2 separate regions of the Cricetulus griseus genome follow, and region 2 is linked to region 1. Evidence: chromatin contacts called from public Hi-C data. All regions are on one chromosome and are shown on one strand. Each heading gives the region's core, a stretch centred on a gene start, on an enhancer-like site or on the middle of the called end of the contact. The rest is flanking DNA. Distances are from core to core; before and after follow the strand shown.

What was found. A called contact is a pair of places that touch in the nucleus more often than the background predicts.
Region 2: a Hi-C map of the CHL-YN cell line shows a contact between it and region 1, with 2.3 times the contacts expected there. The contact joins the enhancer-like site here to the promoter of LOC113834908 in region 1. A contact is called at or near these places in 3 of 8 Hi-C or Micro-C datasets (the CHL-YN cell line, the CHO-K1 cell line and liver).

What each region holds. Positions count from the first base shown.
Region 1 is chr3:133,273,769-133,276,491 of CriGri-PICRH-1.0, forward strand. LOC113834908 (Krueppel-like factor 13) reads left to right here and starts at 1,389. Exons shown (of 2, transcript XM_027408066.2): 1 at 1,389-2,428. The coding sequence starts at 1,852.
Region 2 is chr3:133,349,756-133,352,478 of CriGri-PICRH-1.0, forward strand. No RefSeq gene overlaps it. Among named protein-coding and RNA genes, the nearest start is that of Otud7a, 190 kb to the right of the region's middle. Within about 2 kb of position 1,321, at least 1 of the 6 cell types and tissues checked has open chromatin away from gene starts, as enhancers often do.

The sequences.
Region 1 (2,723 bases), core at 139-2,638:
TCAGACGTTAACCTAAGTTTCACAACTGAAAATTCCAAATTGTTCAGTTTCCCGTGGTTAACAGAAGTCAAAGTCTTTTCTATTCAAGGCTCTCAATAAATTTGGAGGCGGAGAACTTGAAGTCAGAACCATGGTTCTTAATTTTGCCATAGGAGGTGATTTGCCCCTGCTTTAGTCCTCTAGAGTGGACCATCGGGGGGCCTCCCCGACATGCTGATGGCTGACTTGTTTCAAGGCATCACCCACAATGGAAAGCAGAAGCTGCTGACCCTGTTCTCACAGGTCAGAGGCCAGCCACGGCCAGAGTCCTGAAAAGTGCGTTAAGATTGGTTGAAAGGCAGTAGGAAGCTATGGTCTCTCTGACGATGGCCTAGTGTGTTTGGAGAGAACGATATGAATGTGTGTCTAGACTCTAGAGCAAGGTGGCCTGGTTGGAAGGCCCCGGCAGGACTCAGAGGAGCATTTCCTTTAGAGGCCCAGACAGTGGATGGGTGGGGCGCCCTGGGCGGGGTCCTCGCAGCTGGTGGTGTTTGAAGCCTCCACGACCGACCGCGGTGGGAGAGGGGCGGCCTGGAGAAGTTGGCAGCAGGCCTGGGGCAGGAAGGGGGAGGAAGGGGCCCTGTGTTCCCTGAACAGCCGCGACCGCAGCCCCAGCACGTAGCTCACTCACTCAGCACTGGCAGTGGTGGGCCCTGCACCAGCCAGGTTAACAGGGGCTCAAGGGCAGCGCGGCCGCGCGGGGGCGGGGCGGCCCGGTGGTGACTTGGCTCTCGCCAGGGCTGCGCCGAGGACTGGAGCTCAATGGGGCAGAGTGTTGAGATGGCTGGAGGCTGCAATACAAGCCCGGCCACCCGAGAACTCCGCTGCGGTGGGGTGAGGAGCGGCAGTGTCCCGCCCATAGGCGAGGCTGGCCGCCTAGGTCCCGCCGAGACGGATACGCCACCTCGCCCGCGCTGCCGGCGGGCGGAGCGACCACAGGGTGCCCTCCCCAGCGTTGCCATCCTCGCACCACCCACGGTTGCCTGCGCACAAAAGCCCTGGCATGGAAAGGCCCGGCGGGGTTCCCGCTGCGGGAGGCACGCGCCCCAACCCTGCGCCGCTACACCGCGGCCCGCCACCCTCGAACGTCATGCGTCACCGTGCCGCGCGCTGGGCTCCGATTTCCGCCCCTCCTCCTGCAGGTCCAGGGGCACGCCCACTGGCGCGCGCAGGTCCCGCGGCCAGTAGGGCCCTCTGGAGGCCCGGATTGGCGGGCTAGAGTACTCAAGAGCCAATGGCGTTCGCGTCTGCCACTGGCCACGCCCCTCACAGGGCGCGGGCGCGCGACCGCACGGTCCCTCTGGTGCGCGCTCCAGGCTCCCCGCCCCCTTCGTGCGCGCTGCTCCCTGCGGCCGCTGCCGCCTGTAACCTGCGCCGCCAGGATGTGGCTGGGGGCTGACGTCGGGTCCAGATGTGGCCCCGGCCCCGCCCACCCCCGGGGCCGGTCCGCCCACACCGAGCAGCGGCGCGCACGGAGGCTGTCCCGCCTGCCACAATGCACGGTGGAACTGCGACCGCAACTTGCAGGGGTCGTGCCTAACATCGCCGCTCGACATCCGTAAGACAAGCCGGCCCTGACGCCGCACGCGGACCCTCCTCGTTGGAGCCCCCCATGCGCTCACCCTCCAGTACCCGGCCAGGCGGACGCGGAGCCGCGCGGGTGACGGCAGAAGCGGCTGCGCGCCCAGCCTAGCCCAGCCCAGCCGGAGAAGAGGGCGCGCCGCGCCCCGCCCCCCCGCGCTCTCCGGAGGCCGTGGGTGCGGATGCGCCGCTGACGACTCGGCGAGAGCACCGCGCGCCCAAGCCCGCAGCATGGCAGCCGCCGCCTATGTGGATCACTTTGCCGCCGAGTGCCTCGTGTCTATGTCTAGCCGCGCAGTCGTGCACGAGCCGCGGGAAGGGCCTGAGCCCCGGCCCGAGGGCGCGGCCGCCGCCGCCCCCACACTGCCCCGCGTTGACGAACGCCGCGACGGCAAGGACAGCGCCTCGCTTTTCGTGGTGGCGCGGATCCTAGCGGACCTCAACCAGCAGGCGCCGGCGCCCGCCCCCGCGGAACGCAGAGAAGGGGCCGCTGCGCGCAAGGCGAGGACCCCCTGCCGCCTGCCGCCCGCGCCCCTGCGCCGCCGCCCGCCCAGAGCCCGCCCCCCGGGACAAGCAGGCGCGCCGGCCGCGCCCCCCAGCCCCGCGTGGAGCGAGCCCGAGGCGGCACTGGAGCCGGAGCCGGGGCCCGCGGGGAGCGGCGAGCCCGGCCTCAGACAAAGGGGTCGGCGGGGCCGGAGTCGCGCAGACCTCGAGTCCCCGCAGAGGAAGCACAAGTGCCACTACGCGGGCTGCGAGAAAGTTTACGGGAAATCTTCGCACCTCAAGGCGCACCTGAGAACTCACACAGGTCAGTGGGGCGGCCCGAACGCCGCGATCAAGCGGACTAGGGACTGACTGCTCGGGGACGGCCACGCCCCCAGAGCTCTCGGCCCAGCGCTGTAGGGGCCGGGACCGGGGCCGGGACCGGGGGCGGGGAGCCGGGAGCTGAGAGCGATCGCGGCCGCGCCCCTGCCCTGGCGCTCCGGCCTCGCGTGACGCTGGCCGGCCGGGGCGCTTGGAGCCGGCGCCCTCTCGGCGACCGCGCCCCCATCGGGCACGCCCCCTCCCGGGTTCTTGGGGCGGGGCCGCGGGGTGGATGTCGT
Region 2 (2,723 bases), core at 71-2,570, 76 kb after region 1:
GGAAGGCCTCAGCTCTTCTACCCCACTAGGTGTGTCCTGCATGTGTGGATGTCCTTCTCCATACCCCATCTGCCTTAATGACTTAAATATTAATTCACAAATTCTTTAATGCTATATACAGTCAGCTCAGGATTTTGTGCACCAATCCCTTTGAAGACATCAAAGTGGAGTAAAGTTGTTGGAGTGTGGTGTCTGGGAGTTGGGTTCACAGCTCTGGCTCCTCGACAAGTGAGACCCCAGGCTGGCTGGTCAGGGTTGCTGTGACACAGGAAACTTGGTCATAGCAGCCTGTTTGTGTCTTTTTTGTTTTGGGCCCTTTGAAACAGAGTCTCAGATATCCCTGGCTGGCCTCCACCTTCCAAGTGCTGGGATTACAGCCACGTGTTACCACACCTGGCCTAGCTGTGTCTTAAGTCTGTTTGTAGCACAGCTGAAGGGAACATTTTAAAATGTCATCCATAACCTATTCCCACAGTTCAGAATGACACAGCAGTTCTGAGCACCCGTGTACAGGGACCTGCTTCCCTCTGAGGGCAGGTTTGTCCCATGTTTCCTTCCTTACCTCGCCCAGCCTCCTGACTTGTGATATAGAGACAGCACTGGAAATTTCCTCCTTCAGGACACTCCCCAGCCTTACTGGCTGCTCCTTGCCTTTCCCCTGCTCAGGAAGGCCCTGACCCCATAGGCAAGCCTGGAGCTCTTTACACTTCCCTCCATAACAGCCAATAGTTTTCTGTGACTGTTTGTTTAACTGGTCCAGCTAGTTACATTTCTTGCCATCAGGACCAAACCCTCAACAAAAGTAACTTAAGGAAGAGGAGTCTGGTTTTGTTCACAGCTTTGGGCCTGTTCATCATGGGGAAACGTCCTCGTGCAGGAGCAGGAGGTGGCTGGTCACAGTGTGTCTGCCATCAAGAAGCAGCGAGTGATGACCCCATTCCTGATCCTCCTGCCTCTGAGTCTCGGGTGCTGGGATTATAGGCCTGAGCCCCAAATGCCTATCTCTCTACCATATGTTCATCTTGTTGTTGTGGTGAAGAGTGGCCTCCTACATCTGTGCACACTAGTGCCTCCCATGTGGAAGCCTTCTGCTACCCTCATAGGTGGTCAGGATATACCCATGGGGTTCAGGAACACAGGGGTCATGTGGGAAGCATGGGCCTCTAGGTGAGGAAATCCAGGCTCACTAACTTACCTGGCTAACACCGATCATTAGGAGGAGAGCTGGGGCCATGACTCATGAAACCACAGCCTAGACCTGTGGCCATGGCTGGGAGGGTGAGTGAAGAATGTGCACTGTCAGCGAGTGCGGGGTCCGCCAGCCCTCTCCGTGGTCCAAAGGGCTGTCTTTAGGACAGATCTGTTGGAAATTCCTGCCAGTGTTGTTTGGAGGTGGGCTCTCTGGAAGATAATGAGGACAAATGAATTCATGTGGGTAGGGCCCCATGAGTGGCCTTACACTTACAAAGAGATGGAGAGACCCAAACTAGTCCCTCCTCTGTCTCATCAGGGTACCCTACCATGTTATGGTACAGCAAGCTAGCCTTCACCAGATGCCACACACCTGTACTTCAAGAACTGAAAGCCGGATAACCTTCAATTCTTTATCAATGATCCAGTCTTAGTTATTTTGTTATAGTGGCCAAAAAAAAAAAAAAAAAAGAATAAGGTAGACCTCAGGCTTTGTCAGGGAGATCCAGGGACAATAGGTCCTGATCACAAATGGCCAGGAGATGCATAGAGTTGGTACAGGGCAGAGGGGAAGGACCAAGGTCTGTGGGCTTCAGAAGTAAAGGAGAAACCTAATGGGGGACACTGGACAACACAGAGAGGGTGAGGTGGTGGGAGGGTGAGGAACTTCCAGGGATGTGGGCAGTTCTTACAGCATTTGCACCTGGAATGTCTGGACTCACATTGAAGCATGATTGGTTGGTGGGAGGCGGCCCAGGTGGCCCATCTACACAGATATTAGGTGAACCTGGGAAGAGGGTCAGGGCTCCCAGGTGGTAGCCTCTGGAAAGTAGATCTGGGTCTACACTGTAGAAACCTCCCCAGGTTGGCATGGCATTCTGGCTCTGGTGGTTCAGGACTTGCACAGTCTCCTGCTCCACTCCATCTTAGAGCTTCTGTTACCTTGGAAAAATAAGGAACGAAGTCGGGCGGTGGTGGCAGCGCATGCCTTTAATCTCAGCACTCAGGAGGTAGAGGCAGGCAGATCTCTATGAATTCAAGACCAGCCTGGTCTACAAACCCACACAGAGAAACCTTGTCTCAAAACAAACAAAAAACAAAAAAGAAGAAGAAGAGAAAAGGAAAAAAAGAAAAGAAAAATAAGGAACGGAGACAGAGGGACTAGTCTGTGATGCAGCCTAGTTCCGAACCCAGGATGAGTTCTGAACCTGTTGACCTACATACCTAGGTCTCTTCACTCTGGTGGGAGACATAGAGACAGAGGACATCCAAGGGTAGCCGGTGTGTGTCAGGTCTCTTCACTGTGGTGTGTGTCAGACAGAAGGAGCTATTGGGGAGCTTTGTAGTGGTTCTTGGAGGGAGAAGCCCTGGGATTGTGGGGCTCAGGAGGAAGAGAAGGAGGCATCAATGGTGGGGGCAGACCTTCGGGGAGGGAAAAGGAATCTGGAGTCAGGAAGCCCCATAAATGGCTGCATCCTTTGGAGGGATTGATGAACACAGGTTTGAGTCCACAAACCCAGGAAGGAGCTAGG